Linked DNA regions of Mus musculus: regions 2, 3, 4 and 5 are each linked to region 1. Evidence: chromatin contacts called from public ChIA-PET and promoter capture Hi-C data. All regions are on one chromosome and are shown on one strand. The core of a region is the stretch at or near the end of the contact, and the rest is flanking DNA. Distances in the headings are between cores, read along the strand shown. Region 1 holds the start of Cnih1 (cornichon family AMPA receptor auxiliary protein 1). Region 2 overlaps Samd4 (sterile alpha motif domain containing 4). Region 3 holds the start of Gch1 (GTP cyclohydrolase 1). Region 4 holds the start of Socs4 (suppressor of cytokine signaling 4). Region 5 overlaps Gch1 (GTP cyclohydrolase 1).

Region 1 (2,700 bases), core at 197-2,696:
GATGGAAAGGAGCCAGACACTCCACTTTCATTGGAAACAACAATGGGGCCAGCTCGAAAGCTATCCATCTTCCTGTTCTTCCTCCAAAGAGCAGAAGATGCTCTTCCAATCTTAGTTAAAACTAATGAGCGTTGTGTGAAGTAGCAGTTATTTCTGACAAAGTGAACACCGGACCCCAGCATTCCCCATCCACAGGCAAATAGGCTCTAAATACAATCACACTCCTTAGCAAGAAGGACCCTTGGTATCTATCTACCTACTTCGGAGACTTCTGCAACCATTTAATCTGCTGCCATTTAATCACGCACAGGATGGTGATGAAACCTGACTTAGTATTTACACGAGGTTGAACTCGCCCCATCATTCAAATTATGCCATTATTCCAGAAAGTACTGGGAGGATAGAAACAAATGAGCTCAACTTTTGAGAATTGCTGATCTCCCAGAGAGCTCTTTCAGTGGTGCTAAGCGGTAGAGACACTCAAAAGTCTGTCTCAATAGAACTGTCACCAGGGACAGAGCACAGTAAGAATGCACGTCCACCCTGCAAGGACATATGAGGAGCCAAAAGTTTCTGAGGATTTTCAAAATCAAATTAAAACTCCCTCTACTAAATCATGCAGCCCATACCACAGAGGTGGCTTGGGAGGCTGTCTCCTGAAAAAGCTCTCGCGATCCAAAGTATGACTTCAGGGGAAAACTCGGAGATGTGGCCAACGAAGTAATCAATCCAAGCTGCCTCAAAGTTCACCAGGAACTCGTCTCTCAACCACCGTGTTCTACTAGAAAATCGCCCATCGAGTGCTGCAAAGCAGAGTTGGAAATGGAGCTAAAGTAACTTATAATATCCGATTTTGGCCGTGCTCCGAGGAAGCCTTAAAAGGAAATCGGTAATTCAAGGATAAAAATTAGGAAAACTTCACGCCGAGAGTCACCGCTCGGTGCGCACTGGGCATCCATCGAGACGGGGGACGCGGACAAGCCGTGCGCGCGGGCCCGGCGTAGACACGGAGCCGCCCGCCTGCCCGCCCCGCCCAGCCCTGCTCGCGAATAGCGGAGCGCGGCCTGGGCCCGCACGCGGCGGCGTGGACACCGGGACCCCGCACGCCATGCCCTCCGGACCCCGGCCCGGGAGCGCGCAGCGTCCACGGCCCTAGCAGCCAGGCCACGTCCTGGCGCGCGCCGGCAGCTGGGGCCCCACGCAGCCCCGGGCCGGGAGCTGCAAGAGGCTGCGCCGTCGCTCGCCCTCTTTCCCCCTGCCCCGGCTACTCACGTGCCAGATGGCGAAGAAGATGAGCGCGGCGGTGAGCAGCAGCGCCAGCATATAGCAGAAGGCCGCGAAAGTGAACGCCATGGCCGGGGAGGAGCTGCCGGGCGCGCCGGGGCCAGCGGAGAAAGGCGGCGCACGGCCCTCTGGGTAAAACCATTCACTTCCCCCGGCCTCAGCCTCCACTGCCGCCGCGGCCTCCTCCCGGCGCGCTTGCGCAGAGGGCCGCCCGCGCGAGCACCCCCTGATGGTCGGAGTTTGCGTGGCTCTTCTGTTGTCTGCACAGTTGATTTTGTCCTTCATTCTGTAGTTTACTCTTTGGATAGCCATTAAATGAATGTCTAGCTTGTTCCAGAGACTAGTCTTGTGTTTGAAATGCAAAAGTAGATTTTAAAAGTGCCTGTATTGAAAGGATTTAATCTACTTCCAGGAACGAGCGACTAAACAATGTTGTTATAACGCTGTAAACTGGTACTTGTGCATGCTATGAAAGGTCACCCGGCCCTCCTGGAAGCTAATCTGAGGCTTCTATGATAAGTGCAGGAAAAGAGAAGGGAGTGCTGGCGATACAGGAAATCGGCTCAAATGAGCAAAGGGCAGAGGTGGAAAGGGAAAAAGGAAAGGAAAACGTTGTGTCTTGGGTGCAACCAGCAATGGATCTGTTAGTGGAACTTGGGTGACAGAGGTCTAAGACCTCAAACCACAGAGTAGCAAAATACGCTCAGTTCAGGAGCTCAGGCTTACACCCAGACCCCCGGCTTTTCAAACTTTATTGCTTATCACAAGATTTCAAAGATTTTGTTTTTCTCAGTGTAACCCTGTAACATAAAGACCACAGATTAGAAAGGTAGTGGTGGTGAAAAAAAAAATCAAAAACAAAGTAAAATTTCTACAAAACAGTTTTATTTTTAATGCTGGCTGCAATCTGAGAAACCAGTTCATCATCTACTAGATGCTGATGATGGAAGAAAAACTCTTCAAGGCTTTTAAGCAAGAAAGACACGATAAATTTGTGTTGAAATGTGCTCACTGGAGCAAACGGAATAGAATGTTTTAGAGGGCTATGTCCAGCCTGTCTGAGACTTTCTGCATTGGTAGACATTTGCTCTTGTGGAATACAGCCACTGGCTACTTGTGGATACAAGGTGGCTAAGATGGCTAAGGAATTGAACTTTAAATTCTGCATCACTCTAGTGGATTAACATTTATTTTAAAGTTACATTCATTGTGTGAGCACACATCCACTGTTTGGTGGTGAGTGGAAGAAACTCTGAGGCAGTGAGGGTCTGGGAGAATGTGTGCTATTTGGCTTGGGCACTAAATCCTCAGAGTCATGGGAAAATGGCAAATGCCACTACACCCCAGGCTCAAGGAAATAGCAAAACCTTTCTCTAGTCTGTGTGGATTTCCATCTCTACCATAGCCCCACCCTAT
Region 2 (2,700 bases), core at 108-2,607, 320 kb after region 1:
ATAACAACACCAGAAACAAAAGATGCAGGACACTCCTTGGGTGACCCAGTCTTGAAGATGCAAATTCACGTGCAGAAAGAGGCAGCATGTTTAATTTTTATATGTAGATAGATAGACTTTTTTTTTTTAACCAAGTGCCATTAACATTCATCCCTCGTGTCCCTTTCCAAGCTCAGTGTTGGGGAAGGAGCTGGGATGGAGGATCCCATGTCAGGCAGAACAGGTTAAAATGTCGAAGGCCAAAGGGAAGGCCAGAGGGTCTGAGGAAGTGTTTGGAGGATGCTGGAAAGGTTAACAGAGAGGAACAATAGGACTCCTCATCCTGTAGGAAAGAGAAGGTGTTTAAGTCCGCTACACGCAACGCACGTACCCATAAGGTCATGGGATATTCAGAAACCAGTTTGTGAACACAATCACACGAGTGCGAATCTTTTAAGAGGAAGAAGACCATAGAGTATATTTGCAAATCTGAATTTCTATTTATTCCTTCATTGAATATAGAAGCAATGGTTATCTGATTATTAGAGATATTATTTTGGATATGTCACTTATTAACTCGCTATGGCTGGTACCCATGATAAAGTCTGTTATTAGTAACAACAGAATTCTTTTTTTAAAAAAAAAAAGAAAAAAAGAAAAGCTTATTTTTCATTGACTGTATAGATTTATCTACTTAGTTGTGGTTTGCTATGTTAGTGTTTTTATTTTTATTTTTTAAGTTGTGTTCTGATGATTTTTAAGAACCTCCCCCCCCCCACCTTGATTTGAGTCCTGTGTTGACTACAGGTATACAGCTCAATTTAAAAATCCTAAAGCAAAGAAATTTTATTTATAAAAAAAAATTTTAAAAAGAGTCGAGCAGTTGCATGCCTGAGGCTGTGAAGTCAGGCCTTGAGCAGTGAGCTGCAGTGCCTTTTTTTGTATTTACCCATTGACCACCCCGCCCCAACACAGCTGTTTTATATTAAATAGTAAAGGTTTGAAACTTTCCGAGTAAAGTCTATTTCACTGCATAGGTTCTCCCCATCTCCACCCCACCCCACCCCCGCCCCCACCCGCACCCCAGGCGCCCTGATTTAAGCAGCATGTCTGCACTGTCTGAGACACAATGCTGGTCTACAATATCATGGGGTGATGTTTTATTGGTGCTTTTTTGTTCATAGTGTTTTCTTACCAGAAAACAGTAGGAAGAAACACAAACTATACAAGACACAACACGACGCTGCTGATGGTTTGTTTTGTGTGTTCCCCACCCCCACCTGCTTTTTGAGTTTCACTTTCTTATTACACAAATCCAGCAAGCAAAGTAGTGGCCGGTGGGTCCCGCCTGCCTGCCTGCCTAGGGCTGCTATTTGCATCAAGCGCCCAGCCTGGGTTGAGCTGAAGGTCTCTTTCTGGTACCCAGGCCGGGAGCCAGCCGCAGCTGGGCCCCACCTCCCATTCTCCCGATGCGACACTGAGGGAAACCAGAGTTTCTTTTGAGGTGTCGCTGGCTGCCTTTTACAGAGTGGGAGTCTTCTCTGGGCCTTCCTTTCCTCTGTGCCTAGTAGCTAGCTAGCGCTGGTGCAAGGTTTGTAGATCTGTGCACCCCAGAGCTGGGATGAGGGCTGAGCGAGGGAGGGGAGGAAAGTGGATTCTGTTGGGCGCCCTTCCTCTCTAGCCTGAGTGGGGAGAACCCAGGGTGCTCAGGTGTGCCTATCATAAACAGAACCTGCAGAAGGATAAGTTGTACACAGAGCTGTGATGATATCTGTGTTGGCTTTGTTTTTCAGTTTGTTTTTCTTTTCTTTTTTTACAACTCATCAGAGATGTTTGCAAAGCGACTTTTTTTTTAATCCTTTATCTTGACTTAAAGGTAAATATGTATCCCTCTGGGAGGAGCAAAAAGAAAGCAGGAGTGTTAGTGATGGCAAACAGGAGACTTCCTCCCTTATTAATATATAACCCTCATGTATTTATGCCTAACGCAAGCTGACTTTCAAAGAGCTTCCTTTCGTTGCATGCCCTGTGCAGGCATCTGTATTGTACATGCATGCCTTTTGTCCTGGTTTCCTGTATAAAGTTAGTGAACAAAGAAATATTTTTGCCTAGTTCATGTTGCCAAGCAATGCATATTTTTTAAATTTGTCATACATGGAAAGAGCATGTTTGTTACATGTGAAAGCTCTACTGATGCAGATACACTAATGTTTGAACATGCTGTTCTTTGCAAGTGTACAGTTTTCAAATGTTGTTATCAGTGACAACACCCTTGTGGTCTAAACTTGCTACAATGTATTTATTATTCATTTCCTCCCACAGAAATAAGAATCATGGCTATATTTCATATGGTTATATTGAGAGTGAAGGGAAATGATTAATACAAGGTTTTGTAACACTGGTGTGTATGCGTGTGTCTTTTCACTCTCTCTCCTCTTTTTGTAAATATGATTAACTATTTAAAAAAAAATGTCTCTTAGAAATCAGCCCTCACTGAAGAACCAACATGAACTCCACCCACGTGACCATACCACGTGACCACACCATGTGACCACACCATGTGATGCCCACCATTAGCTGCCTACTCCTTTCTGAGACAGGTTGGGGAGAGGATGAGCAGAATGAACATGGTTTGATCTGTGCCCAGAATATCCAGTGAATGTTTTGTCCAAGGTAAATGCAAACTACTACATGGTCCATAACTTCCTCCCTCACTTGACT
Region 3 (2,700 bases), core at 162-2,661, 400 kb after region 1:
TTTTTCCGTGTGTAATGGTGGAGGCAAAGACACACGTCACAGAGATGCCCAGATGTAAACTGGAAATGAGGCCTTTGAACTCAGCCAAAGGAACCAGAGCTTCTTTTTTATAAAGGCCAACACTGCTTAACCAAATAGGCAGCAAGGCCCTGCTTTCCACTTCCTCTTCACCCTGCCTCTGTACCCACAGCAACTGCCTCGTCACTGGCTGGGAAAGACTTGATGCCAGCAGGCTCAGACTGTGGATTTTAGGCGGCGGGGGTGGAGGTGGGTGGCTAGGAGGGCAAAAGCACGGAATCCCAGGTCCAGTGAACTTCAACCATCAGAGTATCAGCGCGGGGGTGGGGTGGAGTGTCCCTTTATTCTTTGAGGGAGCAAACATTAAAGACTTTCAGCAATAATGCTAGCTCAAGAAAAGTCCACACCTCAAACTGCTAGGAAGTCCGAATCCAGAATTGTGCCAAATTTTGGTGTAAAGTCCTAAGCTAGAGTAGTTGGATGCAAATTCCAGTTCTCTGAAGTTCCCTACCCCATTACAAGTACCTAACTTTACTTGGCTCACGGGGTGTAACGGAAACCTGGCTTCACCCAAAAGCAAGACGCGTCCCATCAACAAGTGTCCACGGGATCCTTGCGGGGGGGGGGGGGAACGGTGGATGCTGCACGTGCCTAATCGCGTTCTGAGCGCTGGGGTAAGAGGGTCTCACATCCCTTCCCGCCCCGGAGTTCAGTGTAGTGGCTATGCATTCACCCTCCCCAGAGCCCTGAGTGCCAGCCAGGAGGGACCCTCGCCTCCGCCAGGTGGAGGCTCTGGGGCCACAGCTGGGACCGGGACCTGACAACTTGGCTCCCTGCGCCAAAAGTGAAGCAACTCGGGAAAGTTCCCGGAGCTGCCCACGCTTCCTGAAGCCGCCTCCTGGCGCCCAGCACACCCCGGCGCACGCACGGACCTGAGATGGTCTCCTGGTATCCCTTGGTGAAGTACTGCATGGCGGTGGCCGCCCTCCAGGGCGTCTTGAGCAGCCCCTGCCGCTGGGGGTCCTCGCCCAGCGAGAGCAGAATGGACGAGTAAGCGGCCGCCAGTTTGGGGAGGTTCACCTGGTTTTCCTCCTCGCTGCGGTGCCGCCCTGCCTTCCAGGCGTCGGCCGGCTGTGCGCCCTTGGCCTCGGGCGGCCGGGACTTCTCGGCAGGCGGGCTGGCCCCGGGCCGCGGCAGCTCCCGCTCGGAGAACCCATTGGTGCACCTGACTCCCCGCGGCTTCTCCATGGACCCGGCGCGACCGCTCCCGAGACACCCTAGGGTGCTAACAAGCGCTGCGGCTCAGCTTAGCCGGCGGCCGTAACCTGTGGCCGTCACCCGGACTGGGGCTCAGCACCTAGGGACACTCTCGGAGTCTAGGGCAGTCGCCGGCTGGGGAGCCCCGCCGCGCCTCTCTTTTTATGGCAGGGCGACTCGGCCGGCGCCGCGAGATATTTTCATTGGCCGGAGCCTCTTGCGTCATGGATCTCTCCCCGCCCCTGAGCCCCGCCCTCCTGGGTGGCCCCTAAACCCCCGCAGTTACACAAGACAAGCTTCTGGTTAGACCCCCTCGACTTATAAAAGGAAGAACTGAGTCTACAAAAAGCCAAGAATCCGGGGAGCTGGAACCTCCGAGATAGAAACACCGATTCTCCCTCACTTTCCACCGGAAAAGGGGGCGTGTTCGCAAAAATGCTGTGGTCTAGTTGCCCTGAGAAAGATGAGCTAACTAACAGGTGACCTTGCTGGGGCAGGCAGGGTGGAGCAAATATTCTGGTGATAAGCAACCTTGTGCTCTTTTTTAAATATTTTTTTTCTTTTTAGCTTTTTTTTTTCCGAGATTACAATAATTTCCTGTCTGTTTTCCCTTTCTTCCTTCCAAACCTTCCCAAATACCTTCACCCCGCCCCCCCCCACACCTTGTTCTCTTTTACATTCAGTCTCTTTTTTTAACAGTTCTTATGTATGTATGTATGTGTGTTTCTAAATATATAAATACAACTTGCTCAGTCTGGTTAATGTCTCTTGTGTGTATACATTTTCGGGGCTAATCTGGTATTGGTGTTCTCTGTCCTAGGGAAGATTACCTCAGTCTAAGCATTCCTCGGTCACCTGTGGCTCTTTGTCTAGGGTGAGGGCTCACGAGTCGTTGTCCCACACACCCTCACCCCCATCCTTGTTTATACTTCTACTGGAGTCATTCTTTTTTTTGTTTTTTTTTTTTTTGTTTTTTTTTTTTGTTTTTTCGAGACAGGGTTTCTCTGTATAGCCCTGGCTGTCCTGGAGCTCACTTTGTAGACCAGGTTGGCCTCGAACTCAGAAATCCACCTGCCTCTGCCTCCCAAGTGCTGGGTGTCATTCTTTTGTTGTGCTTTGTTTTACTTTTTGAGACCAAGTCTCACAGTGCAGCTCTGTCTGGCCTGGAGTTCTCTATGTCGACCACCAGGAAGGCCTTTAATTCAAATGATCTGCCTGCCTCACACTTCCAAACGGTGGGATTAAAAGCATGAGCCCTGCCTCTCTCCTGCTTTAAAGACTGGAGAAGTTGTGACTTGAAAATTGTTCAGTCGTTTAAAATGTATACAACACACACACCTGCCACTCTAGAAAACCCTCTGGCCTCTCTCAAGGCATGAGTTATGGTGCATGGCACTCACCGGAGTCCCCTATGCCTAGGGAGAT
Region 4 (2,700 bases), core at 140-2,639, 490 kb after region 1:
CGTGCTTGCCAGGCAGAGGCAGCCTCAGCTACACGTTAAGTTGGAGACCAGCCTGTGCTTTAGGAGGCCCTCACTAGGACACCAGCTTCTAGGCAAGAATGGTCCACTTGAGTGGGCATGCGTGACATGGCTGCTATAGGGGTAACCAAGTGCTTTTTGGATTTAAGGTCTATTCCACAAAGGGGAACCCATTCTTGGTAGGTAAACCCTTTCAAAAGCCCATAGCAAGGGGAGGTCTCAGGCCCTAGGGGGTACACTACTGCATAGCTAAATTGCATAACCTCAAACTGCTGTCTAAATATTTATGTACATTTCAAATGCTACCCTCAGCCTTTATTAGGGAAGCCTCAGCCGGCCTGGAGCACGCCTTTAATCCCAGCACTTGGGAGGCAGAGGCAGGCGAATTTCTGAGTTCGAGGCCAGCCTGGTCTACAGAGTGAGTTCCAGGACAGCCAGAGCTATACAGAGAAACTCTGTCTCGAAAAACCAAAAAAAAAAAAAAGAAAGAAAGAAAGAATTAGAGAAGCCTCTATTTCCAGTAAATGGTGGTGATTGTAGAGCCTCATGACCGCACAAGGTGCTGACAAGAAGCGACTTCTCAGTATTGAGCCCTAAACTAGACATTTACATTATGTCCTCTAGTACACAGGGGACACTGTGAAAGAGGAAGCTGCAAAATTCCATCTCCTGGGCACGACAGTCATTGCAATTTACAGCAACTGCTGATGCTTAACTGTCTCATAAAATAAACATGACACCGAATGAGGACGTGAGTGGCGGGAAGGCACTCCTCTGGGTAAAGGATTTTAATTTTCGTGAGGTCCTAGAAGTGCCACGACAGTTCAAAGCAAACAAGCCTCAGGGCAGAGGCGCTCCTTGTTTATTCCTTCCTCTGTCCCTCCGCATCGGTCATCTTCGACCGGCTGTCCATACCGAGAATGACGGCTAACATTCACGCTGGACCCGTCCTTTGTTTCCAAAGACGCTTACCTTCCAGAATCATCAAAGCAGACTTCGGTGTGCCCTTCCGTATGTCCGTACCTCATGGGCTTCTGTGTGGCCGGCATCTTTCCCTACCTGAGCCGTTTTGTAAGAACTGGTATTTTTTTCAGTAGGGCGATCGTCCTCTCCGCGCCGTGCAGTCCTGTTTCCCTCACCCGAGGAGCCACAGCACGATGCAGCGGAAGGTATGTCACACACGCCCGGGAGATGACAAGCTTTCCCCTCTGCAAGCACGGGCAGCGGGGGCGAGGAGCAAGCGGTGTGCACCAGCGTCTGCTCTGATGGAAGCACGGAGCCGCTTCCCGCGCTCTGGCGCGCTCGCCCTGTGCGCATGCGCGGCCCGCCGCCGCCCAGCCCAGGTCCGGCCCGAGGTCGCCGGGTGGTGGCGTCAGAAGCGCGCCGCCTCGAAGCCGAGAGCTGGTGGCTGGGGCCGCTCTGAAAGAAAAGGTGGGAGCCGAACCCGGAAGTGGCGGCGGTCCCTGGAGAGCAGGCGGAGGCAGCGGCAAGTCTGACTCTGGGCTGACCGTGGAGCCGGGGCGGGGGCTGACAGCCAGGCCTCCGCCTGGCGGGAGCCGCACGAGGAGCGGGAGTGGCCGGGCCTCTCTTCCGCGCTTGAGCGAGCGCCGGGTGATGGCGGTGGTGATGGCGGCAGGCGCTCGGACAGCTCCGCTTGAGCTGAGCTCGGAGAGGTGAGAGGGGGAAGGGTGGCGGCGAGGGCTGGGGTTTGACGCCTGCCCTTTCAGGATCTCCTCCCGAGCCACCGTAGTCGCCTCCTTGAACCGATCGAGCTCCTCGGGACCGGGTTAGGGACAGACCTTGGCAAGCCTTTATTCTTCACGCCCTTCGTGCCCTCAACTTTGTCATTTCTGTGGTAATAAAGGATGGACTGATTCTTGTTTCTTGCGACTCTAGCTAAATAATGCTAAAGAGAGTTAACTTGGGTTTTCTATTTAGTTCCGACCAAAGTTTACCAAACTGCTTTTAGATCTAAAAGGAGAGGTCTAATTTGTATTGTTACAGGTTTCTGTTCATCGTGGCAGTCGATAACACATCCTCTACTAAGTCAGGTCTTGGCCCGTTAAGTTTATGCTTTTCTTGTTTCTTCACGTTCTCCATATTAATAAATTGGTCTGTTGAAAATTATGATTTTCGGTGATAATTGGGGCTTTGACGGCGTTTTTGTGGTACCCACTGTACAGTTTCAGTCAGACTTATTTTTATTACCGGAAAACTCTACAGAGGTAGATCTAGATAACTTATTAAAAAAATTGCAAGCTTAGTTATTACTCAAACCGTGGTATTCTTGCTATGGTGGCATTTTGTAAGGCATTTCTAAGAACCTGGGTTCCAAAAAGACACTCAGATTTGTATATGAATAAAAAGGAAGAGTAGTTGGCTCAAGTAGAATCTGAGATTCTTTTTTAAAAAACAAAACAAAACCCTATTGTTAATTTCCCACAAGAATAAAGGCACCTGAGACAATGACTTTTGAGTAACTTACTTTTATTTTGAAATTATTGTTTTTAGACAGGCCAATTTATAATTCTTTTGCCCAGTACCTGGACAATAAAAATGAGTAGGTACAGTGTGAGGTTCAAGTTGAGCTGATGATACTCATCTATATATTGAATATATTGTAATGGGATTTCAGAGTAATGCTTTTCAGAGCTCACCATTCAGAAACTTGCAAGTGGGAAC
Region 5 (2,700 bases), core at 128-2,627, 380 kb after region 1:
ATGCAATGACTGTAGTTCTTTACCTACCCGTCCATTTGGTTCTTAATCCATAACACACACACACACTTCATATGCATGGACAAATGTACATACACACAGCTCGAACACAGCACACCTACCTACACAGGATTCACTAACTCCATAAAAACAAATTAAAACACATAAGGACATTTAGGCCACCGTCGTGTGGGGCCTAGCAGAGATCTATAAATAAACCTGCACACTGACTTCCAGCTAAACACAAATTGCCATACATGCACAACACATCACCTCTTCTTCCTAAAATCCCAAGTAAAGGCGGTAGGAAATTCTTTTTCTCTTAAATTGTGTTATTTTTTTTAGTCGGGGTCTCTCTTCATAACCCTGGCTATGCTGCAGCTCACTATGCAGATCAGGCTGGCCTTGAACTCAGATCTGCCTGCCTCTTTTTCCTGATTAAAGGTTTGCCACTATGCTCAGCTTGAAAATAAAAAAAAATTTTTTTTAATTCATGAACATGCAGGAAAAAGAGCAGAGGAGGAGAACAGGCCAAGTAAAGGGAGGTGCAGCCTTGTAGCCACAGAGCCAATGACCTAGACATGGATGGACTTGCCTGCCGGACTGAGAAACAGAGGAAAGCAGGAAGCCAGAGCCTCACATGCAGGCTGATCAAAAGTTTAAAACCTCGTATCTCACATGCTAACAGGGTCCCAAGTGGCTTGGCTCCTCTTACTGTGTGACCTCCAAGAGTCCTGGTAAAGACACCAGAACACCCTAACAGCTTGGAAACAGAAAACAATAATAGAAAGGCCTGCAAACCAGTGTAAGTGCTATAAAAACTCCAGAAGAAAGCTACAGAGTGGAGATGTAGACAGATTCAGAAGACACGCAAAAAGGTGCTCCATCTAGGTCATTCATCCTTAAGTATGACCACTGTGAAAATGAGGAACATGGAGAAGACATATAAATACAAGGAGGGTAGGAACCCTCAGTTATCTCAGTGCTTTCTAAACTCGAAATGACTGACACCAGACAGAAGCACCGTGTACCTAAGGATCATGGGAGAGCCTTCAGTGGTTGTGGCTGCTTCCTATGAATCATACTAGAGAGGAACCCTGTGTGTAAGCAACAGGAAAACCCTTCACGGTTCTTTCAATCACATGAACCACAGGGTTCACAGGGGATAGAAATCCTATGATGTGTATGAGTGACTTTCCAATACATAATTGAGTGTGCGGTAGAGAGAAACCTTATTATACAGCAATGTGTGAAACCCTTCGCTTTCTTTCTGTCCCCTTGTAAACATGAATGTACTCACAGAGGAGAGAAAGCTTATCTATGTCAGTAATGTTGGGAAACACTGACCAATCCAGCCGTATTTGAAAACGGGAAGGATTCACACTGGAAAGAAGGCCCAGCCAAGGATAGATGCAGGCTAGCAGAGCACGTCCTTCCTAGCACCCATGAGAAAAGACAATAGAGAGACTCACTGACGTGAAGTATGCAGTCTCTAGTTGTTTCTGTTCAACTGCTGGGCAAGACCCTTGGCAGAATACCTGGAAGAGTGAGACAAGCCAATGCCTCTGCTTGTGTGCAGTTCACTGGGAATCAGTGTAGGCTTTGGAGACGTATGATAGCTTCAGAAGAGTAGGCCTTACTGTGAGTCTTGGGATCTGTTTTTTGCCTGCATGACTTACATGTACTTCCTGCTATGCTCTGGGTACTATTCTCCATATATGCAAATACTCTTTACTCTCTGTCTCCCCAGATAGAAAGATAGTGCAGCTAGACTCACGTGTGTGCTTCCTCTCGGATCTCTCACCGCTAACTAACCTCCTCTTAAGATCCAGGGCTGGACTGGGGGTGACGGATATTTTCCAGTTGGGGAAAACTCTACAGAGAAAGCTGTGAGCTCATACCTCAGTAATGGGTTTGGGGGAAGAGAGGAACAGGCAGTGAGGGAGAAGGAGGCAGAGACAATGTTAGGGCTGCCTATGCAAGAACAGATCTAACTTCTAAGTTAGATCCAGAAGGTAGACATTTTATAATGTCGAAGACATTTTATATTACATTTTTGGTGCATTGGTGTTTTGTCTGCATGCATCTGTGTGAGTGTCAGATCCTGGAGTTAGAGACAGTTGTGAGCTGCCATGTGGGTGCTAGGAATTGAACCCTGGTGCTCTCTGGAAGAGCAGTCAGTGCTTTTAACCAGTGAGCCATTGCTCCAGCCTGGAAGAAATCTTGAGAGTCTTGGCAAATAGGAGCAATTCTAGAGACCTCATACTTACCTGGCAAGTTTACTGAGACCAAGGACTTGCTTGTTAGGAAGATAGCCAATATGGACCTTCAGGGAAGAGAGAGAGATTACCAGCTAAATGAAGACACAGAAAGCACTTCATAACAACACAAACAGATACAGGAAGACCCTAGCATACACACAGGCTAAGTTTATCACAGTGACAATGGGATAAACCTATGAAGCAATTCCATACATACTTTCAAATTATATGAAGAAACTTCTTAAGAACAAACTTGTTACTGAAATGGCAAATTAAAAGTAAACCTGTTATGTTCCTTAGTAAAATTCTTAATTCAAATCTGAAAACCTGTCGAGAAAAACTATACTCAATAAGGAAAAAAAAAAAAATAGGCTTGTAACATCACGGACAGTATAGTCAGGGAGACTCCTTTAAATGGCAGGAACTGTACATACAAATGATG

What was found. Promoter capture Hi-C pulls out the DNA fragments that hold promoters and counts their contacts. ChIA-PET counts read pairs in DNA pulled down with a chosen protein or histone mark.
Region 2: an RNA polymerase II ChIA-PET map of memory CD8 T cells shows a contact between it and region 1, with 15 read pairs. The contact joins the enhancer-like site here to the promoter of Cnih1 in region 1. A contact is called at or near these places in 4 of 39 promoter capture datasets (the 3T3-L1 cell line, the C10 cell line, the HPC-7 cell line and 1 more), 2 of 115 datasets of contacts at active chromatin or transcription factors (memory CD8 T cells and pancreatic cancer cells) and 2 of 9 other capture datasets (embryonic stem cells and liver).
Region 3: a contact with region 1 is called in a promoter capture Hi-C map of the HPC-7 cell line. The contact joins the promoter of Gch1 here to the promoter of Cnih1 in region 1. A contact is called at or near these places in 12 of 39 promoter capture datasets (the 3T3-L1 cell line, the C10 cell line, the HPC-7 cell line and 7 more), 1 of 484 Hi-C or Micro-C datasets (embryonic stem cells), 5 of 115 datasets of contacts at active chromatin or transcription factors (astrocytes, effector CD8 T cells, large pre-B cells and 2 more) and 2 of 9 other capture datasets (adipose tissue and liver).
Region 4: a contact with region 1 is called in a promoter capture Hi-C map of neural stem cells. The contact joins the promoter of Socs4 here to the promoter of Cnih1 in region 1. A contact is called at or near these places in 15 of 39 promoter capture datasets (the 3T3-L1 cell line, the C10 cell line, the HPC-7 cell line and 10 more), 3 of 484 Hi-C or Micro-C datasets (cortical neurons, embryonic stem cells and large pre-B cells), 4 of 115 datasets of contacts at active chromatin or transcription factors (effector CD8 T cells, extraembryonic endoderm stem cells, memory CD8 T cells and 1 more) and 2 of 9 other capture datasets (liver and pancreatic islet).
Region 5: a contact with region 1 is called in an RNA polymerase II ChIA-PET map of memory CD8 T cells, with 5 read pairs. The contact joins the enhancer-like site here to the promoter of Cnih1 in region 1. A contact is called at or near these places in 4 of 39 promoter capture datasets (the C10 cell line, the HPC-7 cell line and hippocampal neurons), 1 of 115 datasets of contacts at active chromatin or transcription factors (memory CD8 T cells) and 2 of 9 other capture datasets (embryonic stem cells and macrophages).

Annotation. Positions count from the first base shown.
Region 1 is chr14:46,786,911-46,789,610 of GRCm38.p6, forward strand. Cnih1 (cornichon family AMPA receptor auxiliary protein 1) reads right to left here and starts at 1,447. Exons shown (of 5, transcript NM_009919.2): 1 at 1,273-1,447. The coding sequence starts at 1,353.
Region 2 is chr14:47,103,439-47,106,138 of GRCm38.p6, forward strand. It overlaps Samd4 (sterile alpha motif domain containing 4), which reads left to right. Exons shown (of 13, transcript NM_001037221.2): 13 at 1-2,379. The region is part of intron 3 of Gm10371 (predicted gene 10371); the gene reads right to left. Among named protein-coding and RNA genes, the nearest start is that of Gm10371, 11 kb to the right of the region's middle. Within about 2 kb of position 1,358, at least 80 of the 459 cell types and tissues checked have an H3K27ac peak or open chromatin away from gene starts, as enhancers often do. A contact at or near this core is called in liver and memory CD8 T cells, where this site is marked.
Region 3 is chr14:47,188,002-47,190,701 of GRCm38.p6, forward strand. Gch1 (GTP cyclohydrolase 1) reads right to left here and starts at 1,412. Exons shown (of 6, transcript NM_008102.4): 1 at 951-1,412. The coding sequence starts at 1,266.
Region 4 is chr14:47,275,531-47,278,230 of GRCm38.p6, forward strand. Socs4 (suppressor of cytokine signaling 4) reads left to right here and starts at 1,390. Exons shown (of 2, transcript NM_080843.3): 1 at 1,390-1,691. Wdhd1 (WD repeat and HMG-box DNA binding protein 1) reads right to left here and starts at 1,327. Exons shown (of 25, transcript NM_001360532.1): 1 at 991-1,327. The coding sequence starts at 1,067.
Region 5 is chr14:47,164,209-47,166,908 of GRCm38.p6, forward strand. Gch1 (GTP cyclohydrolase 1) reads right to left here. Exons shown (of 6, transcript NM_008102.4): 3 at 2,268-2,323. Among named protein-coding and RNA genes, the nearest start is that of Gch1, 24 kb to the right of the region's middle. Within about 2 kb of position 1,378, at least 48 of the 459 cell types and tissues checked have an H3K27ac peak or open chromatin away from gene starts, as enhancers often do. A contact at or near this core is called in the HPC-7 cell line and memory CD8 T cells, where this site is marked.